Linked DNA regions of Mus musculus: region 1 is linked to region 2. Evidence: chromatin contacts called from public promoter capture Hi-C data. All regions are on one chromosome and are shown on one strand. Each heading gives the region's core, a stretch centred on a gene start, on an enhancer-like site or on the middle of the called end of the contact. The rest is flanking DNA. Distances are from core to core; before and after follow the strand shown. Region 1 holds the start of Sectm1b (secreted and transmembrane 1B). Region 2 holds the start of Gcgr (glucagon receptor).

Evidence for each region. Capture Hi-C pulls out chosen DNA fragments and counts their contacts.
Region 1: a contact with region 2 is called in a promoter capture Hi-C map of liver. The contact joins the promoter of Sectm1b here to the promoter of Gcgr in region 2. A contact is called at or near these places in 1 of 484 Hi-C or Micro-C datasets (embryonic stem cells), 1 of 115 datasets of contacts at active chromatin or transcription factors (pancreatic cancer cells) and 2 of 9 other capture datasets (adipose tissue and liver).

Annotation. Positions count from the first base shown.
Region 1 is chr11:121,061,164-121,065,253 of GRCm38.p6, reverse strand. It overlaps Sectm1b (secreted and transmembrane 1B), which reads left to right and starts at 1,685. Exons shown (of 5, transcript NM_026907.3): 1 at 1,685-1,737; 2 at 1,951-2,058.
Region 2 is chr11:120,528,920-120,532,778 of GRCm38.p6, reverse strand. Gcgr (glucagon receptor) reads right to left here and starts at 2,052. Exons shown (of 14, transcript NM_008101.2): 1 at 1,946-2,052.

The sequences.
Region 1 (4,090 bases), core at 436-2,935, 530 kb before region 2:
CACATCTTTCCTCCTGCTCCACCCTCAAGGCTTCACTAACACTCTACTCACCTCATTTCCCCTCCCCCATCGCTGTTGGCTCGTCAATCCAAATAGGCTAGTTGGCTACCAGGATATGGAGACATCTGAAAACTCAGCTTCCCAAGAAGAGAACACATATATGGCCCGAGGACATGAGCCATCTATCTCTACAGATGACGCTGTGTGACCACAGAATCATTCATGAAACCCCAAAAGCATGAAAGACAAAGGGATGGATTGAAGAGATGTCTCTGTAGGTAAAGCAATGGCTTTGCAAAAATGAGGGCCCAAGTTTGATCCCCAGAACCAGTGTAAAAAAAAAAAATTAAAAGCTGAGTATGATGTGCACAGTTATAATTCCAGCACTGAGGAGGTACCGCTCTCTCAGACTCACTGGCATACCTGGTGAAAGCCAGGCCAACAAAAGACCCTGCTTCAAAACTGTGAATAGTGCCTAAGGTAGGACACACACACACAAAGGGGAGGGGAGAAGATGGGAGGGAGGGGAAGAAGGAGGGAGGGGGAGAGAGGGGGAAGAGAGAGAGAGGGGGGAGAGAGGGAGAGAAAGAGAGAGAGAGAAATTAAAAATAGGATTAAGCCACAGAGGACAGAGGACAACAGGAAATAGATACCCAGCACTCCTAAATTCTCAGCAGATCCTGCTGAGGAAATTGAGAGTGACCTTGGAGCATAAATCTCTGAAAACTCTGTGGGTGAGACAGGAGATGTCACAACTTCTGATCAGAGAATGTGCAGAAGGTGACTCCTAGTGGAGCTAGGACACAAGCAGCTGTGTCTGCCAGTGAGACCACAGCAGGACTGTATACACACTGAGACCGTGTACACACCGGGGTGGGATTTTTGCACACAGACTCTCCAGAAGGCTAAGCTGCATCATCACCTGTAGACACTGACCTCAGAGTTGGAACTGTCACTGGGAAAGACTTGTAATGTTGTTGTCCCTGCCTTGTGGTTTCAAAACAAATCACCTAGTTTCACTTTCACGGTGAGTTTTCACTGAGACAACAAAGGTGTTTTAATGTTTGGGGTGAGACACGGAACCTTTAGCTGCCCTTCAAGATTCCTTACCACAGGACATCCTTGCCCCACCATCCCAAGGACCCCTACCTCCGGTCTGGTAGCCTAAGCCTTGCCGGAGGGATACTACAATCATGGGATCATGGTTATCTGATCCTCTCTCTAACGTTGGCACTAGGGATATCTGGGAACCCTGTGAATGTGGAGCCCATGCACTGTGTCCAGTGTGGGCACTAGGCTCCTGCCTTTCCCTGTGTGGTTGCCCAGAGTCTTCTTGCCTGTGATGTCCCATGCAGGGAGACAAGTCCCCCTAAATGAGCAGTCCCTGAGCCCTGAATCAAACACTGACCGCAGCCATGACTAGCCTAGGAAAAGCCTAGACTTTCTTCCCGTGCTCCTAAGGCAAGTAGCTAAAAGCCGCTTTCAATTAAAATGTTTTAATGAAGGAGTCACTCAGAAACTCATCACTGTTGTGTGGACTCAGGGTAGTTCCTGCAAATGACACTCTTTCCCGAAGTTTGTTTTCTTCCTGGATTAATGCAGTCCCTTGGGTATGAGAACGGGTGGTACTTGGACCGCCTCCTCCCTGACACGCCCTCAGGTCAGGATGAGCTCAGCAAGGGCTACACCAGAGTTCATTGCCAGAGAAGCAGGTAAGAAGCTGGAGCACACATGCAGGTGAGAACTGGAGGGGAGGTGGCACCCAGAGTGTTGGGGCTCTAAAGCATGTGGGGTGAGACCCTCAGGCAGGGTGTCCCTGGCTGCAGCCTCTCTGGGACCCTCTGTTTATTGGATGCCTGTGTCTCAGTGATTTGTCCAGAGTAAAGGTGAGGCTGAGGAGTGTCCAGGCACCCTGGACATCAGGAGCAGAGTGGATCTGTGTCTCTCCAGGTGCCTCCCACCAAGCTCCAGGAGGAGCAGGTGCAGCAGCTGGGTTCTTCGGTGTGAACTGAATGGGAAGAAGAGAACAGAGCATTCTTTCTTGTCATCTGATCATGAGTACGTAAGCCAGGGGGAGGGATTTGGTGCACACAGGTGAGCTGCAGTTGACACGGGTGAATTTCTGAGGCTGGTCACTCAGAGAATCAAGACTCTATGTTATGCTCAGTCAGTGACCTGTGTGGGTCCTGTTGTTTGGGTCTCATCTTAACATAAGTAGAAGCCAACGTCTGGCTGTGGGGTTGAAGGTTCTTCTTGTGACTTTCTTCTGCAAAATCCTTGAGGCTCCATGCATGCAACTCCCAGCTGAGCTGAAGGCCATTGTGTTGCATGGGATGGGGTCAGATCTGCTTCTATCTCCTTTGGGGCTCAGCACTCATAACTGGTGGACATAGGTCATGGCATCATTTCCATCAGGAGATCCAGCAAAGGCATTGGGAAGGGAGTGTCAGAAAGGTGACATACCATGTTGGCTGTGCCAGCTGAGTCCTGAAACAGAGATCTCCCCTAAGGAATCAAATAAAAATACAGGGAAGGGACTTAACCCACACAGTCCTTGGGCAAGAATGGCAACAAAGTCTGTCAACCCATCTTTAAGGTACTAACATGAGCTTTGGGCTTAAATAGAGGAGTGGGAAGGGTCTACATCGTTAAGAAGTCCTGGTCACAGCGTAGTCTGGTTGATCACTATCTCAGTTCTGATAGGGTGCTGCCAATAAGTCCTGGTTGAGGGATAATGGGGTTCCGAAAAGGTGGCTCCTCCTGCTGGGGTGACTGTGTTAAGGGATCTGTGAGAATGTTATTCTGACACCCTGGATCACTGCAAACTAAGAACAATGACTAGAGACTTTTCATGCATTTCGGGGGGATCTGGAACATGACACTACGAAAGCCAACAGATGCTTCAGAGACTCCCGTTCTTTGTCTCCTCAGCCATGAGGAGTTCATGGGCGTTAGACAAAGGCTCCTTGAGTAACTGCCATACTTATATGCAGAGCTGATCATGAGCTGGAGCCAAAAGAACACAGATGCAAGCAAGGTGGACACAGATTCAGCCTACTTCTGGTCATTCTGTTGACTTAAGTAAAGAGGTCCTGTTATAGCTGGGAAAAACCCAGAAGTTCCCAGGGCCTGAGAGACAAGGTGGCTGGGATCTGGGTCCACAGACAAAATAGAGGCCTGAAAGAGAAATAATGCCATCTTCTCCCTCTTGAGGATCTCACCCTCACAAGGGTGGCACATAACCCAAGTCCGCTGGAAGAAGGCTGAGAACTCTCGTGTTAGGACATGATATGGAGCAGCTAGGACTCTGGAGAAAAGCCAGAGCCACACTAGCTGTGGAGAATCAAACTTCAAGTTTGTCTCCTTCAGCTCCGTAGATCCGAAGGATCAAACCCAGCAGTTAGACTTGGCAGCAGGGCTTTCAGCAGCTTGGCAGACAGCCCTATCTTCTTTGTTATTTTCTGCTGTCTGTTCCTCCAGAGTGCTAGGATTAAAGCCAGGTGCAACTACACCCGGAAAAAGACATTAAAAATGTGTGTGAGAGAGAGAGTGTGTGTGGGCGTGGATGTGTGTGGGCGTGCACGTGTGCTTGTATGTGTACACAAATATGGAGGTCAGAGGTCAACTTTATGGAGTCTGTCTTCTCTTTAGGCCTTTACAATGTTTCTGGGGATGGACCCCTGGCATTCATCATTTTGAGGCAACTACCTTTATTTACCTCACCAGACCTTAAAAGACATTTTAAATATAGACTGATTCAAGGACAGGGGTTAATAGAAAGAAAGAATTTCAGGAAAAGAGTAAGACATACCCAGGAGTCTTGTGCCATCCCCTTAGGGTGAGAGGCCAAGGGGGAGAAGCTGGTGTTGTTCCCCTCAAAGGAAATCACACTTTGTTGTATTTAAAATAGGCATGTATAGGATTTTGGTGTGTTTTGAAGGTATTGCCTTCAAAGGCTTATTAAGAAATTTAAGGGATTGGGAATTTAGCTCAGTGGTGGGCCCTGGGTTCGGTCCTCAGCTCCAGAGAAAAAGAAGAGGAAGGAAATTTAAATGCTGGGACTAAAGCACTACCTCACAGGTTAAGGGCG
Region 2 (3,859 bases), core at 803-3,302:
GAGAAACCCTGTCACAAAACAAAACAAAACAAACAAACAAAAGAAAAAAGAAAAATCCAAAAATAAATAAATAACAAAGAGTAACAAAGGCGAGACCAAGAACCCTTGAGGATTTCCTTCCACACACAGTTTAGCACTGAGACCACAGTGGGTGAGCTCAAAACCACTCAGGGCTGGATCCCTAAGGGTTCAGTAACCTCTAACCTTGTCTCTCAAACAAAAGTGGCAGAAAAGGTGGGTGAGTGTTCTATTCCTGTGGATGGAATAACGATGGGGGATTTCTGGCATCAGGAAGCTGAGGCTGACTTCAGCCCCATGAAATTGAGACTCTGGGGTCTCTGCAGAAAACGTCTGGACTTTAAGAGAGCAGAGATGTATGAAGAGCAACACGGCACCCTTTCCCTTCCACTGAAGGAGAGAGGCTATGTCGTCAGTAGGATAGGACTGCAATCTCTGTACCTTCGCAGTGTGCCTCCTGTCCCCACGGTGGGCAAATACTGACACTCAGACAGAGCCTATCAGCTCTGATAAATACTCAGGGTGACAGGCAGCCAGGTGTGCACGACGCGCTCTCGCACCTGTGACCTGAGCTGCAGTTCTGGTCCTTTTTCCACCTTATTACCCTCCCTGTCAGGGAACAGATGGACATAAGGGACAGTAGACCAGGGACCCTACCCTCTTCCCGTCTTGAACTAGGCTGCTGAAATCTGACTCTCAGTGAGACCCAACTGTAGGTGAAATACGGAAGATGCAAGTCTGAATCCCTAAGATGCTTGCCTGTCTTGCCTTTAGATCAATCAATCCCCCTTCTTCAGAGCACATATCTGGCACACCAGCCACTCGGACTGGCATTGTCCCATGCCACCACCACACCAGCCACTCGGACTGGCATTGTCCCATGCCACCACCGCTTCCAGCAAGCTCCAACAGGACAAAGGACACGTGGGTGTTTGCAGTGTGGTTACCGATTTTCTCTGCAGGTGGCGGAGGGTGTTAGATGGATGGCCCAGTGGCCAAAGGGAGGCATCGAGGGAAGGTGGGGGGGGGATCCTCTTGGTTCCTTAGAAGCCAAAGTAGCAACGTTTTTGATCTTAGGAATCCCCAGAGATATCAACTGGAAGGGTGTTTTTGTCAAAACAGAGAAACTAGACCAGGTCATAGTCCTATGGCAGGGACAGGATCAGGGGCCACAGGCTGTGACAAAGCCTAGTTCTCCAGTCCTCCCCTGAAAAGGGGCGGAGATACCCACGGGCTCGGGTGAGCTCAGATTCCCCCTTCTATGTCTCCAAGACAGAAGAACAGCAAAATATGCCTGGTCTAACCTCGAAGGATGCGAGAGCTAAGAGGTAAGGGATCAGTCGGTTTGCGACAGAAAACTTCGCGGGTCTGAAGTGGGAAGGTGGTCTCTGGGGAGCAATGACCTGAGCTTGCAGGGGAAAAAAAACCCTCAGTGCACGGTGCCTACACATCTAACCCGCAAGACTGAGACACTGCTAGGAAGTTCTGGAGATCAGGGACACATAGGAAGGGGAAGCGAATCCATCTGAAGGGGATGAGCGAGCCTTTGGAGTGTGAGAAGCTGGAAGCTGGAGTGTGTTGGGCGTTCAATGGGGCAGCAGGATCCACGTCTGCACCCACCCTCTCCCACCTTCCTGGATTGCGCTCCCAGAAAATAGAAAGGAGAAGTTGAGACCCCTAACCTGCAGGAGACGGTTGGGAATCAGGTGGCCCTAACCGTGACAGTAGGACACATTTCCCGTTTTGAATAAGGTGTTAGACCGGGACGAGAACCGCGACTCCCAAAACCCCAGGGACAGCTGGCTTACGTCCAGGCCCGAGGGCCAGCTCCCCGCTCCCCTCTTCTGTGCGCCCAGGTCACGCTCGTGCTCCAGCACCCCACAGACAGCCTGAGACCATCCCCTCGGGGCCCGACCCTAGTGCTCACTGTGCTCAGTCGCCGGGGCTAGGGCTGCGCTCCTCGCGGTCCTCGAGCGTACTCGGATCTGGGCGCCGGCGACTGCTCGCCTCGGCCGCGCTGTGATCGGGGTCGGCGCCAGCTCCGCGCCAGCCGCTCGCAAACTTTCCAGCGGCGACGCTGGGCGGCGGCGAAGGGGGAGGGGTGGGGGCGGGAGCGGCCCGCGGGGGAGGGGGAGAGATGAGGGTCCGCGCCCGCGCCTTAGTGCAGCGGACCTGCAGCGAGCTCTCAGACCCTCTCGGTGTAACCCCGAGTATATCTCCTGGGCTGAGCTTGCCTGGCAGGTCTGCATCCCGCGTTCTCCCTTTCCCTCCCCTCTGGCACACAGGAGCAGGCCCTGACCTGGATCCGACCCTACGGGTCCCTTCCGAGAACCCTCACCAGGTGTACCGTAACCCTGAGGATCCAACCTTGCGCACCCTGGACTTCAGAGAGCCTCCACGGGTGAATCCTGACCTGGCAGGTGCGAATCCTGATGGGTCTGAGTTCTCCAAGGGAACAATAAGTGACTCAGCGCGCCCCTTTCTCTTTCAATGTCCACTGTCCTGGGGTCTCATCATTGCGTTCAGGTTTGCAGTCTTGATTTTCTAGAAGGACTAAGTCCCTTACTTAACCACATCTGGCTCCTGGCTGGAAGGTTGCAGCTGCCACACATGCACCATGGGTGGGAGAGGTCAGGATACATGGGCCGCTCTGCAGATTTCAGACAAGGTGATCCGCTAAGAGTGCCTCTTAAACCCTTTCCAGGTTACATGCCCTGTGGGCCTCAGGGACTCCTGTCCAATAAGCCCTCAAGCAACACCACTCATTTGACAATCCACTAATTTGGCCATATTCTCAGTCGGCACAGACCTTTTTTAGATACCTCCTTTTCTGGAGTCAAAGGTTCTGAGCCACAAGCCTGCCTTTCGCTCCTAGACTCAGCCCTGGAGAGGACTTTCTCCACTGCCCGCCCCCCCATTTGAGCCCTTGAGCCACCTTTTGTTGCCTCATCTCCCCTCCTGCCCAGTAACCTCGGGATCAGAAACTCCCTTGGGTGTTTTTGGGCTTCCACTTCTCTGGCTTCTCCACATCCTGTAAGAGGGTCATGTTGCTTTCTAGAAAGTTCTCCCTGTAACTGTGGCTTTCAGAATGGGTACTCACAACCTCCCTCCCCATTTCCAGCCCCCAGACCAGTCCTCTGCGGCCCAAGTCTCCTATGTCTGTGTCCTCTCCTCCACCTCATACCTGCAGATCATCTAGTAAAGAGCCGAGGCCCCTCTAGGGAATCCAGTCCAGCACCAGTCTCTCTCATCTGGAACACATGTGGTTTCTTCTCTGTCACCCACCGCCCTTCCTCAGAACTCCCATGGGCCTTGGGTCAGTTCCTTGTTCAGTTGTTGTCCTTCTCCAGGACTCCATGTCTATTTAGGGGACATTGGATCTTGTGCCCCAACCTGTGGGTTCCCTCACCGGTGAGCTGGCCCACCCTCCAGTGATTCGTAGGCAGACCCTGCTTTGTACATGTCTATAAGATCCACAGGAAGACCCTGCCAGGATTTGGGGACAGGGATACTCCCCGGGGCTCTGTCTTCTGTGCCCCTATCTTCAGAAGAGTCCACCAGAAATCCTGACAGGGAGCTGCCCTTTTCTGTTTTGATCCAGGCAATGGCCAGAAGGCAAAGGTTAGAAGGCAAAGACCTGTTTGTTTCCGCCGCCCAGTGGGGGCCGCTTGTGCAAGGCTGAGGGATAGATACAGCTCCTCCTTCATCTCCCTGGGGCACAGGCTGGAGGATTGTGCTCCACAGCAAAGGTCTGCCCCTCTGTGACCTGGTAATGAGACTTAGGGATGAGGGGTGCCAGGAACTGCACCAGTGTGGCCCTGGGCTGGAGGTGCTCAGCCTA